Linked DNA regions of Gossypium arboreum: region 1 is linked to region 2. Evidence: chromatin contacts called from public Hi-C data. All regions are on one chromosome and are shown on one strand. The core of a region is the stretch at or near the end of the contact, and the rest is flanking DNA. Distances in the headings are between cores, read along the strand shown. Region 1 holds the start of LOC108469740 (ATPase GET3A). Region 2 holds the start of LOC108470212.

Evidence for each region. Hi-C and Micro-C count contacts between places; a contact is called where the count stands out from the background.
Region 1: a contact with region 2 is called in a Hi-C map of leaf, with 3 times the contacts expected there. The contact joins the promoter of LOC108469740 here to the promoter of LOC108470212 in region 2. A contact is called at or near these places in 2 of 5 Hi-C or Micro-C datasets (both in leaf).

The regions. Positions count from the first base shown.
Region 1 is chr8:25,230,207-25,237,067 of ASM2569848v2, forward strand. LOC108469740 (ATPase GET3A) reads left to right here and starts at 5,065. Exons shown (of 7, transcript XM_017770758.2): 1 at 5,065-5,524; 2 at 5,852-5,976; 3 at 6,547-6,697. The coding sequence starts at 5,264.
Region 2 is chr8:25,071,216-25,078,053 of ASM2569848v2, forward strand. LOC108470212 reads left to right here and starts at 5,224. Exons shown (of 1, transcript XM_017771485.2): 1 at 5,224-6,263. The coding sequence starts at 5,482. The coding sequence ends at 6,054. LOC108467858 (probable U3 small nucleolar RNA-associated protein 11) reads left to right here. Exons shown (of 9, transcript XM_017768671.2): 9 at 115-410. The coding sequence ends at 207.

The DNA.
Region 1 (6,861 bases), core at 3,815-6,314, 160 kb after region 2:
CAAATGCTTGAAAGAAAAATGCTTTGTGAGGTTAGATAATCTTTATACAAGTGAGCATGTACTAACCTTGCTAGCCTGTAAAATTTAGTGATTATAGCTAGATTAAATACATTAAAATATATATTACATTTTATCAATGCATAATTCAATAATTAACTAGATTTACTGGATTAAGTTGAAATGTTGTGGTAACCAAGAAAGATAAGTAGTAACTTCAAGCATAAATCAACAAATTCAAGGAAAAAACTATGAACAGAAATAACAATAAAAGAGGAAATATTCAGCCATCAAGAATTTCAAGAGCTGCTTATAGAAAAAGTCAAATTTGTATTGGCCAAGCACATTTTAAATAAAATTGGGAACTTAATGCACATGTCAACTACATTCAAAACACACAAAATTAACAAACAACAAATCTCCCTCAAAATGCTTGATAGATTACATATATAATGTAATTGCAAATCTGTAACCATTATGCATGAACATGAAATCTCAAACTACCACGTAATCCACAAATAATAAATCGATGAAAAGAGCATGCAAGTACTAAAGTAACATAAATAAATAAATAAATAAAATAATATCAAATTTATGCAAATTATCTAGGTCAATATGACAATATATAAATTAAAACAAATTGAAATAATTGAAATTTCTTTAGTAATCTTAAAAAAAAAGTCAAATAGCTTAGAAAAAATGATTTGTATGTTTTGAATATTTCTCTTTCTATAAAAATATAATGAACAAATTAAAACAATGATGAAAATACGATACCGTATATAGTTTAATGTGAACTTCATTATGAACTTATAAAGATTTGTGTTGATAACATGTTATAAAACTAAAAGAAATATAGAATGAATATAAAACTAAAAGAAATATAAAATGAACAAGTGAGAAGAATAGAAGATGAAAGCATGATTCAACTTTCACTTTGGCCTACAATAAGCTTGTACATGCCTTCTATTTATATGGCTTCAAAAACCATAAGAGACAAGTATTATGGATCAACGTTAAAGTACCCTATAAATGATTTAAGGGTTACAAAATAGTGAATTTAGGGATTATGGACATTTTTTAGGGGTTATAATAGGATGAAGTTGAAGGTTATGGATATCCATTATATCAAATGATTTATAACATTTTTATATATTTCCTAAAGTAATTTATGAATTTCTTAAACTTCAACTAGTTAAGTTTTACTAATATTACTTTAATAAAAAATTGTGAATATTATGCACTTGTGTATATTCAAACCCTCACAATAATAATAATAGTAATGATGTCAATGAGTTGGTAGTTAGTTAGAAATTTAAAATTAATATTTTAACATAATTTAAAATTTAATTCATAGGCCATTTATAAGAGCTAAATATTGCAGGTTTTTTTTTTGGTAAATAAAACCGCACTAGGCGATTACAATAATAAGCATATAATCAACAAACTATAATGTCTTTTTGAACTAAACCCCGTATAGTTTGAGGAGGTTCGAAAAACACCTGAATACTTGTGAATCCTATAGCAACATGCTTAGCCATAAAGTCTACAACTTCATTGTGAACTCTGGAAATATGACGGATACATACTTTCCAATTCTTCTGAATCAGCTTGTGAATGGTCTATAGTTCCATAATATAACTATTAATAGATTTATCGGCTAAAATTAATTCCACTAACAGAGCATTATCAGACTCAAGCTCAACTTGTTGATAACCTTTGTTCCAAGCTAGTCGAAATCCTTCTAACATAGACCTTGCTTCAAACCTGAATACTTCATCTTTGCCTAATGTCATCGAATAACCACAAAACTAATTACCGTCAACATCTCTAATTACTCTTCCAATCGCAGCCGAATAAGAGCTAAGCGAGAGTGCACCATTTGTATTAAGTTTAACCCATCCACTCTCAAGTCGCCTATTTGAAGTTTTTAAGTTAAAGAAAAAAATTGTATATTATTTTATTTAGATAGTGACATATTGTAATTAAATTACGTGTAGAATGATTGTATTAAATATTAATTTAAATTAACTTAAAAATATAAAATTTTAAATTAATAGAAGAAATAAAATAAAATTGATTTTTTTCACCAAAAGGAATTAACCAAATTTTATCTTGGCTTAATATGTCTTTTGATTCATGTACTATAGTTAAATTATTACTTTGGTAGTTGTACTGATTTTTATTAGTTTGGCCCTTATACATTATTTTTTGTATTAATTTAGTTTCTATATTTTCATTTTGTTATTTCATTACTAATCCCAATTTTTCGTTAAAAAATTCAAATCAGCCACTGACATGTTGTCACATGAAAAAAAATAAAAATTTCACTTAAAATTTTAAAAATATAACAAAACTAAAAAATCATAAATAAATAAATAAATCTCAAAACTCAAAATTTTATTCAAAAAATAAAAAAATCATAATCTACTTTTTGAAAATGAAAAGTATGAACAACTTCAAACAATTTTTTATATAAAATTTGTTTGTTTGGAATTTTAGGCTTTTAGAAAATTTTAGAATTTTAAGAAAAAGTTAAGAATTTATGTTGTTTTTTACTAAAACACTTAAAATTCTTTAAATGTATCAAAAATTCATAAAATGCAAAAAAAACCTAAAATTTCCCCAAAAACACACCATAAATTCTTAAAATTTTTCTAAATTTTAATTTTATGAATTTTTAAAATTTTGTGAAGTTTCACATATTTATAATTTTAAAAATATATTTTTATAATTTCAAAAGCATATTCTTATTTTTAGTTTTTTTATAATTTTATAATTTTATAATTTTTTAATTTTTATATATATTTTTAGATTTTTAATGAGATTATTTTATTTTTATTTTAAATGACTTTATTTTTTACTTTTTTTGACATGCCACACTGTGGCATTGGTTAGTTTAATTTTTTTAACAGAAATTTAGATCGAAGTAACTGGCTTAATATAAATGAATGTAAAGAGGGCAACTAATAAAAACAATCAAATACAAAAGCTAAACTATTAAAAATGTGAGAATCGAATGTCGATAATGACAATGAATCACAAAGAAAGAGAGAAAAATAGAGCACACAATTTTTACGTGGAAACTTTTTCGAGAAAAACCACGATCAGAGGAGAAGAAAAATTCACTGATTGTTGAATTCGAATGATACAAGAGGGGAGACGACTACGTCTATTTATCAGTTTAAAAACCTTAATCTAATCAAAGTCTAATAGAAGTAATACAGTAAGGTTGAAACACCTTATTCAAATAATATCAAATAGACGACTTCTATACGAATTCTATTTGTGCAGTCTGGACCGTACTGCCGAGACCTCCGGCCTCCACACCCCCAGTTGCAACTCCAGTACAGTTTTATGTTTAATGGGGATATGTGGCGGCCTGCGGCCTTCGTCCTCATAAATCCCATTATCTTGTCACTTTTTTTTAATAGAAATTTATGTCACACAAACTCTAACAGAAAAATATAGTATAAGTATTAAAGTGATAATTTAACTATAATATAGGGGCAAAAAAGTATTAATATTTTATCTTTCATTATAAGTTGATGTCATAGATGACAGATGAAATTTCAAGTACATTTATCAACCCGCTGAGGTTAAAATTTATGAATATTTTAAAAATAAATATTATATGTTTTAATTTTTTTTGAATAATCTCATTATAAGTTCTAATCATATCTATTCTTTTTAACACAATTTCTAGAACTACCCGTAGCCCCTCTCATAAATAGGAGGATAATATACTTCAATGCACTCGCATCCATGTCCTCTTGCATTGATAATAATGCTCATGTCAATCGAGCTAAGATTCAGTCAACATATGTTTTAAATTTTTTTAACAAATATATCATTTTATTAAATTATAAGAGCTTCTTATATAATCAAATGAACTTTAGTTTAGTTCAGGGTGTGTTAAATGGGTGTATCTGCTATGGGGCTATTGCGAGAGAGGCTGATGGGTTTGTGCTTGCTGGCTGCTATGGCTTCGCAAATAAGGCCATCGATGCTGTTTGGGCAAAGCTAGAGGCGTTGACTTTGGGCTTGAAGTTGGCCTCAAATTTAAAATTGTCCAAGCCTATTATGGAGTCTGACAACGCTACTCTCATTAATACAATCAAAAACCGTGAAAAGGATGTCACTATTTTCGGCTGCTGCATGAAACAGGAATGCAGGCCTATTAGAAATTTTGAAGCGATCCATTTTAATTGGATTGATAGAAATAGTAATGAAGTTGCGGATTTGCTGTGTAAAATTGCTATTAATAACAGATGTGATTTGATGTTTAATTTGGATTATTTTTGAAAATCGACGATATTATTATTCGAGATGAAATGAAATAAGGTTGACCTTCAGGTAGTTTTTTGTCAAAAAAAATTATTATTTAAGTTTTTAAAATTTTAAATTAATAAAAGTAAAATTGTACTTTGGCTCTCTTACAAATGATAAAAATTTGATTTAATCCTTTTAAAATTATAAATATATAAGATATTAAAATGGTAAAATTATATTTTATTATTATAAAATTATAATTTAGTTCTGCCTCCTCTGAAAAAAATTTCTGGCTTCGCTCTTGATTTAGTTATGATTGATATTATTATAGCAATAAAGAAGATTTGTATTTAAACATGTTTAAGTAGATTTGGTTAGGCATTTTATAGAAAAAGAATTTTTGTATAAAACATTTTAAAATGATATATATTATTAACATAGATTTATAATGAATTTCAATAAATAAAATGTCTAATTATACTTCCATTTCCTGTACTCTTTGGATTTTTAAATTTATAATCTCTACTTTTGAATTTACTCCTTTTACTTATTTGATTTGATTGTTAATTATTTTCTAAAATTTAATTATATATTATCAATTGAAATTTAATTTTAAATTGAAACTTTGAGTATTAAAATATTACACATTTGTGTAAGTTATTAATAATGTTACCGGTTGAATTTCAATTATTAAAGTAAAGAGACTAAATTTTAAAGGTCCTAAGAGAATAGGGACTATAGGTTAAATTAACCTAAATAAAATAAATCTCTATTCAATTTAGATTTTTCATACGCCGCTTGGACACAAATCGAGTCCTACGACGAACTTTAGACGGGTTGGATTTGTGCTTTGTTTTGAAAACACGAAACCAAGAAAAGAAAAGAAAAGAAAAGCCTCCGACAAATATAAACTTCGATTTTCTTCCTAGACTTTCTGGGTGCTTCAAATTCTTTTCCGAGAAAAGAAGAAGAACCGAAGTGTGTTAGAAAAAAAATGGCAGAGAATCACGAATTACCAGAGGCAACTATCCAGAACATACTGGACCAAGATAGCTTGAAATGGGTTTTCGTTGGTGGCAAAGGAGGTGTTGGTAAAACCACTTGTAGCTCGATTCTTTCCATCCTTCTGGCTCGGGTCCGATCCTCTGTCTTGATTATATCCACCGATCCTGCTCATAATCTCAGCGATGCTTTCCAACAACGATTCACTAAGACTCCCACTTTGGTCAATGGCTTCAACAATTTATATGCCATGGTACCCTTCTTATTTAATTTTGCTTTCTGCGTATTCGTGGATTTGCTTTCCTTTTTTCCTTTTCTGAGATTTACTCTTTTTTTTTTTGTAAATTCGGGGTTTTGAGATTTGTCCTGTTTTGAGTTTGATTGCAAATACCTAGTCCGTAAATTCTCCAATTTTAACTTCTTTCACTTGAAACAAAGTATGATTTTTCATTGTAACCTGGTAATCGATTCACCCTGCTTAATGCTTAGCTTCTGTGTTGGTAAAACTTCATAATATGATTTTGCCGATTTTTGTCACTTTTTTGTCCCTTAATTGTTTACTATTAATGATGCATAATAGGAAGTGGATCCTACTGTGGAAAACGAAGATGTGAATGGACCTGAAGGAATGGATAGTTTATTTTCTGACTTGGCAAATGCAATTCCAGGAATTGATGAGGCAATGAGCTTTGCTGAGATGCTTAAGTAAGACATCTTCTCCTTCTGTTTGATGCTTTGATTGTGTGATAAATCATTGAGATGCATTAGCTGTTTATTGCTTCTTTTGGGTTTTTTTTTTTTTTTTATATTGATATTTTTTTCAAACAAGGTAATGGTTGCTATGGATGTTTTATTAAAGGCTTTCAACTTTCTCTCTCAGTGTGTTCTTAATTAGCCAGTCTCAAAAAAGGGCATTCACTACTACATTTCTTGTTTAGGAAATATTGCTGATCAGCAGTGCTGATTGAACGCATTCTCTAGGTTTTAGCTTTGAAAGTTTTAATTCTTTTATTCAAGTGTGACCTAAATAAATAGAGTGGTCAAATCGAGGACTTTGCTTGTTTCGTACTGTTTTTATCCTCATTTCCACCGGTTGATGATAGTAGGATTTATTTGAAAATTACCCCTTCTTTCCCCAAATATTTTAGATTAATTATGATGGCTTCTTTCTTTTTAAACTTTTTTTTTTTTGCATGCCCTTTTTTGCCTTCTGCTGGTGTTTTTTTCATCCGCCTTTTGATCTTTTGTTGTCTGAATGTAATCCTTTTCCTGCAGATTGGTACAAACAATGGATTATTCTTGCATCGTATTCGACACTGCACCAACTGGACATACTCTTCGGCTTTTACAGTTTCCTTCTACATTAGAGAAGGGGCTCGCAAAAATGATGTCATTAAAAAGCAAATTTGGTGGCATATTGAGTCAGGTATAATAAAATTTTATATTATCCTTTAGCAGCATTTCAAAACAAAAAAAAAAAAAACTACTAATCTTTCTTGAATATCTTATTTCTAGTGATCAGTTCGTTCAATACTTTCTTCCGAGTTCGTCTTCTATATCATTGTAAAGTTTGTATGGCATTGGGATATC
Region 2 (6,838 bases), core at 3,974-6,473:
AAAAAATGGAGAATGCTTTATGTCAAATCTAGTGCAATCAATCCAACGTTTTAAGAAAATTCCAATATAATGTGTACAATGCATTTAAATTTTAAAATCGGTTTCATGGTACAGAAAAAGGGTCGGAAGCGAAAACTCTGTGAAGACGAGTTAGTATGTCCAACCTCCAAGCCAGTGTATAAATGGAGATCAGAAAGAAAGAGGTGACAAAGATGGTTGTGTTGGTGAAGGAGGCAATTTGGCTTTAGCAGCTTTCCCCATGTTTTGAGAGAGATCTAAGCCATAAATATTGAAAGTTTTGCATTGTTATGATTTTCAGGGCATGGGACCAATTATATATGATATGAGAATTATTATTACTTAAATGAGTTATTTATTTATTTATTATGTCTGAACTCTATTCAATTCAATTTAATCCTAAATACTTTATATTACATTATTTTTATATATTATGTAATTTAAAATACGTTAAAAATAAATCTATACTAAATATATAATATTATTTTAATATAAACATTAAAATAATGTTAAGATGACTATATAAAAATTTCAATAAATAAAAATATATAAAATTATTAAATATTAAAATAATATAATGAAAATATTTTTAAAAGAATTAAAAATAATCAAGAAGGGCATAAAATAGGATTGGGTTAGTCTTTTATAAATATGAACGGATTTGAGAAAATTTTTAGGCTCAGATTTAAAATATATTAGTATCATGCTTAAACCCGGCTCGAACTCAGCCCATGAGCATCTCTATGTTATAGATAGTTTTACGCATTGTGCTAAAAAGAGTAGATATAATCGAACCTATAATGAAATTATTAAAAATTAATTTATTATAATCATATTTTTAAAATTTAATCAACTTAAGCGATGGATTATTGATTATTAAAATATACAAAGCCGAACCAACAGGCTTAATTGACTCACAATTATTATTTTAATTTATTTCAAATATATTTATAATATAATATAATATAATATATAATTTTAATTACCTAAACCTAAAATTTAACTACCCAACCCAACCAACAATCCATTAATACTAGCCCAAGATTTATTTATTTTACTTAAACACAAACTCAATTACCCAATAGATTTAATTAAAGATAAATTCATTACACAATTAGTAAGTTTATTTTTGATCGTTGAATTTTAAAAGTTATAAAATAATTACTAAACTATTTAAAATTTTTCATTTAAGTCACTGGACTATTAAAATCACTGTTGTACGGCCTTATTTATTCGCACTACTTATACTAATCGAAAAGTCTCCTTCCTTCCCTTTCTCTTGAACATCATGGATCTGCAAACCAAAATCTAGACAATTTTCTTTTTTGATCTTCAACACTGACCATCAAATCAACTTGGAGCTTGCTAGTTGAACTTTTGAAAAAAACTTAATTAGCTCTGTGACTTAAATGAAAACTTTCCAATAGTTCAATAACAAATTTACAACTTTTTAAAGTTAAGTGACTAAAATAGAAACTTAGTAAGAGTTTAGTGACCTTGAGTGTAGTTTACCCTTTAATAAATCAATCCAAGCACAATTAAAAACAATCGGCTGCTCCCAAGCCCATATCTATTTGCAGATACTAAACCCTAGCTCTTTCTCACCCAAAATCCCAAACCCACCCCTTTTCCCACCGGGTGCTTCCATTCACGTCGTCGATTGCTTCCCTTCACTCTGCTTTCTTCATCGTCTCCATCAATTGCTTGCTTCACTTTTCACTTAGTGGCTTGCTATTTTTTTTTCAAAGGTAGGTTAAAGACTTCATATTTGGATTAATTGTTTACTCTGTATTTAAATTTTGAGTTTTTTTATGTGTATTTAGCAGTAGGCGTATGAGGCTTCAAAATTTACCTTTTTCTTATTCAGTTGAATTGTGATTGTTTAACTTGAAGCACTGTTGTTGGTGTTAAAATTGATTTTTTTACCTTAAAAAAAATCATTGTATAGGAAAACAAAGAATTAAAAAAAATTAAGTCTAATTGTGCTGGGAATATATGTAATCAATAACTTAGGTCTTTAAACAGAATTAAAAAAAAAAACCTCTTTCGTCATTGGCTGGTAGCCTATGAAGCATGGACACAGACACGCAATACGAGTACGGCACGATACGGATACGGTGACACGGTAATTTTTAAAAAATGAGGACATGGATACGGTAGGATACGACAATAAAAAATATTTTTATTATTTATATATATATTTTATGTAAAAATACTCAATGTAAATGAAAATTTTGATATTTTTCATTAATATATTGTACTAGTAAATACTAAATTCTCTATAAAAAATATATTTTGTTTAATTTGACTTGCAAATAATATCTTATTTTATTTAACAAGAATTTGGGTCACACATATTTTTATTAATTTATAATTAAAATTAATTTTTAAATATTTTAAATCTAATTTATATGGGTCTCACATATTTTTATTATACTTATTTTCTCTATTTTTATACTACTATAATTTGTTTTTACTTTCTTACCCCATTATAAATTTATAATTATATAATATATTAACTATTTTTTTCTTTCTTACGTAAACACTATATCCCCTTTATTTTCTTCCCCCTTTTTCCCTTCTCATTTACCATCCTTACCTTTGCCTCTGTATTTCATTCTCTGCAAAAAAAACCCCAGCCCAGCATCATCATCTTCATAAAAGCAAATCAGGTATGTTAAAAATCTCATAAATTATCACGGTTAAAATTGAGAAAAAAATCAACACTAATTAAAACAAATATCACTATCGCAGCTTACTGTTAGTGTGGCATATCAATTGTAATATAATTGTACAACGGGGTACGGAATACTCCGAGGATCAAACCCATGAGAATCGACGATTGAACAATTTCTAAATATCGTGCGTGTAAAATAAAGATTCTAACCAACTAATTGCAAAAACCTATACTACGGCAAATCATAAAATCAAGAGAGATTAATCTACTTTACTATCTAGCTAGCAAGGACTAAATTGTAAAACATGCAAAGTTATGAAATAAACAATTAAATAACAGTCGATGGTTGGTTGACATTGATGCGGTTTACTAATTCTTGAATTTTGGATCTAAATCGCTTAAACTCCCAAAATGGTTCCATTTTACCTCTCGGTCTCAGTTTTACCAAATTAAACAAATTAATCTGGATTGTCTGTCGATCTCACCAATTAACCTGAGACTAATGAACTGGTGCCCAACAAGATTTCCTCTCGGCCTTACTTGCCTTAATGTTCCCTTAGGGTCGTCAATCCTAAGTTTTTAAGATCACATGCTTCACAGTTTTCTCGACTGGAACCTTGATGACAAGGTTCATTCTGAACCAGGGGGTACTATTGTGAATGGGCTGCCAAGTGCCAAGGTCAACATACAAGAGGATTAAGGAAATTGGCCAACAACAAACACGAGACCCACTCGCAACCGCAAGACACCTTAGAAATTCACTGATTTTGTTATAGGAGCCCTGTCAGCAGAGGAATAACGGCCTTAGAGTACAAAAGGACAAGGGAATGATGAATTGAGCATGCTATTCTATTGTAAACCTAAAAAATTTTGTTTCTCTCATCTCTTTCTTCTTTGAATATTGGCTTTTTGTTGTTTAACATTTACCAATAATCTGCTGCAAATGGAATGAACCATTCTTCTTAGCTTCATTCTTCTCTCTAGGACTATATTTTATTGTGGTTGCAGGAATCAGTACACTCCAATCTCCTAACTATTATCGTTATTTTCTTTTAAAAAACACGGTTAATTATCATCGTTGTCGTCTTCGATTTCTTTTAAAAATAATCTACATTTCTTCTTCTTCTTTTCTTAATTTGTAGGAGTGATATTATAAAATTTTAAAAAACTCACTCGAAATGTATATTAAAAAAGAGTGACGTTATACTAAACTTGAATTTAATAAAATAATTTCAATAGTATTAACAATTAAATTTGCATTTTAACTCCAAAAATTAAAAGGACTAAAAACAAGGACTTTGATCATATATTAACCAAAAGAAATATATACCTAATTCTCTTTTTAAGGTAAATTATACTCAAGTTCAGTAAACTATTAATAAGTTTACGTTTTAGTCACTAATTAATCAAAATATTAGAATCGCTAGTATATGACCTTCTAAGGTTGCATCGCTTGCATTAATCAAAAGTTCTTATTCCCTTTTTCTTTTACAATTTAATTTGTTTTAATAAAATAACTTTGGAAGTCACGAATATGAGAACAAAAATTCAAAAATTTTTGTTCTTCAATCTTTGACATTGACCATCAAATTGATTGGGATTTAAGATATGTTCTTCTACTCATCGATAGGAATTAATCCACTGCATCAACCATCAAATCGTTGGTTGGAACTTGCTAGTTTGACTTGTAAAAAATTTAAGAATCCAACTACTTAAAAACACACCAAAAATACATAAAATGTTAAGTTGTTTTTGAAAGTATAAGATTGTTAATTTTTGTGTGTACCGTGAATATGACAATTTAGTTCTGTCATCTTTTATAATGGAGATCAACAGCGGCAGAACAAGGCATCAAATTTTGTGGGTTAATTAATCTTTTCAAAAATTCTAAGAGGATTTAACTAAAATTTTCAATCAATGAAAGTTTCCACGAAATCTAATTAAAAATTTCAAAACTTACTTTGGAAGCGCTTAATAAAAACATTCAAAAAAAAAAAAAAATTGAGGCCAAGTTTAGATGAGGAGGAAAAGGAAAGGGGTATTATTGATCACATTTTACGACCACGCTACTTATCCATCAGTTCTAACTTAATTGAGCTGAAGCTCCAATTTTATTTATATTCTTCCTATGGAAGGTTATATTTCACATCCCATAGTGGAAGTATGCCACTCTCATTTTTGGTTGCTTAATTTTACACAATTTACTTCATATGGAATCAGAAAAAGAAAGCCCAACATTTTCATTACCCATTCTGATCCCAAGTATAAACTTCATTTTTTATTATACTATTATTTAAATATATATATATATATATATATTAGTACATTTGAAAACATATATTGCTTAACATATTCTTTAATATTTACATTATAATATATTTTAAACTAAGACTATTTTTGGAGCTAATATTTTTATTAAAATCTTCTCAAATTTCAAATGAAGCTTCAACTAATAATTGTAAAATATTAATTATTGTTGAATACTTCAATCAAGTTCAAATTAACCAACTAATGAAATTTAAATATCCAATTCGAATTTGGGCTTTATTGCATCCTATTGTCATCCAATTAGGAAATAAAAAAAAAAACAGTTTTCAACTTCACTCATGGGAAACCCTCTCCATGACACAAACTGCTTAGCGTTTGAGAAAAACAAAAAAAGAAGACAAAAGGGCAGTGGTTTCCCTGTTTTGTACTATTATCTGCAATCCTCAAAATCCCCAAACGGCTGTTCCAAACAAAAATAAAGAAAAGCTAGAAACACGGTTTCTTGAGAAAAAAGAAGCATGGAGAACAATATGAGCATGGCGGAGGCACAGCTGACGCCACCGGCAGCGGCGGCGGTACAATTAACAGACCTAGTCTATTCATTAGAGCAAGCAACCCAGATGGCAAAACAACTACCCGTCACGTCGGACCCAACCTACCTCTTCCAAATCCATTCATCTCTCCATCGAGCCCATCATTCTCTCTCCTCTTTCCTCTCCGCCGCCCAGACTCAATTCCCCGTCCCTCCCCATCCCCAGCATCTTCCGCCGCCGGTTGCGGCGGAGAACTCTCTCTCCTCTGCCACTGGAGCTGCCAACGAGAATGGCAGCGACCCGATGCAGGTGGGCGATGAGAATGAAACGGAGGCGGAGGAGAATTCCAAGACGTCGATTGATAAGGTGGAGGAGAGGATGAGGGAATGTTTTTTTATCAAGAACAAGAGGGTAAAGAGGCAACTCTCGCCGTCGTCCGCGGCGTTAGCGGAGGAGAGGAGGGTTTGTGATGACAGATTCGTGGGTGGTATCATGGGTTTCGATCCTGCTGGGGAGAAGTTACGGGCTTTGGATCTTGTCTACCAGTTTCATGGTTGAACCATACACAGACAGGGTTGAAACAGAACAGAGGGTATTTAATGCAAGCTTTCTTCTTCTTCTTCTTATTATTATATTAAGGCAATTGGGTTGTATTGCCTTTAAATTTATTCATTTTCTTCCTTTTTTTAATTCATTTTTCCTATCTTTTCTTTTTATTGCGTGTTAATAGCAAGAAAATTGAAAAAGAGTAAGAGGAAATTAGAAAACACCTTGAATGAGCTTTTCTTTTCCCCCCGCAGCTTGTTCATGGCTGAGATCCTTCACCAAATATAATATAAACCTGCAATGAGCAATGCATCTCATCGATTGTCTTTCAAAATAAAATATAAAAAACTAGGGAAGATTATGTCCAGGTTCTAACCCTCGAACAAGTAAAATGGAAGTGGCAGCGTTTGATCTTCGCAAATCTTTTGTCACTGCATAATTACCATTATCTTAAAACCTATCACAAAATAACTATATAAGTTTCCTTAGGAAATTTGTTAAACTTTGTGAACAATAAAAATTACTTTTTGACTCATTTGACTGCCAGGTAAATTGAGGTCATTACTGCTGAGAATGTCCCCATATTACCTAAATTATGGTCTCAGAAATAACAGCAATACTTAACAACAATGACAACGATATTGATGATAACATGCTGAAATAAAGTATAAAACCTTATTACCTAAAATGGAGCAGTATTGAAGAGATGGCAAGCATAAAGTCTAAAAATGAGGGTTATATTTGTTCCCCACTGCAATATTTAGTGTTCTACCTTTACAATGTTGACGAATCAGCA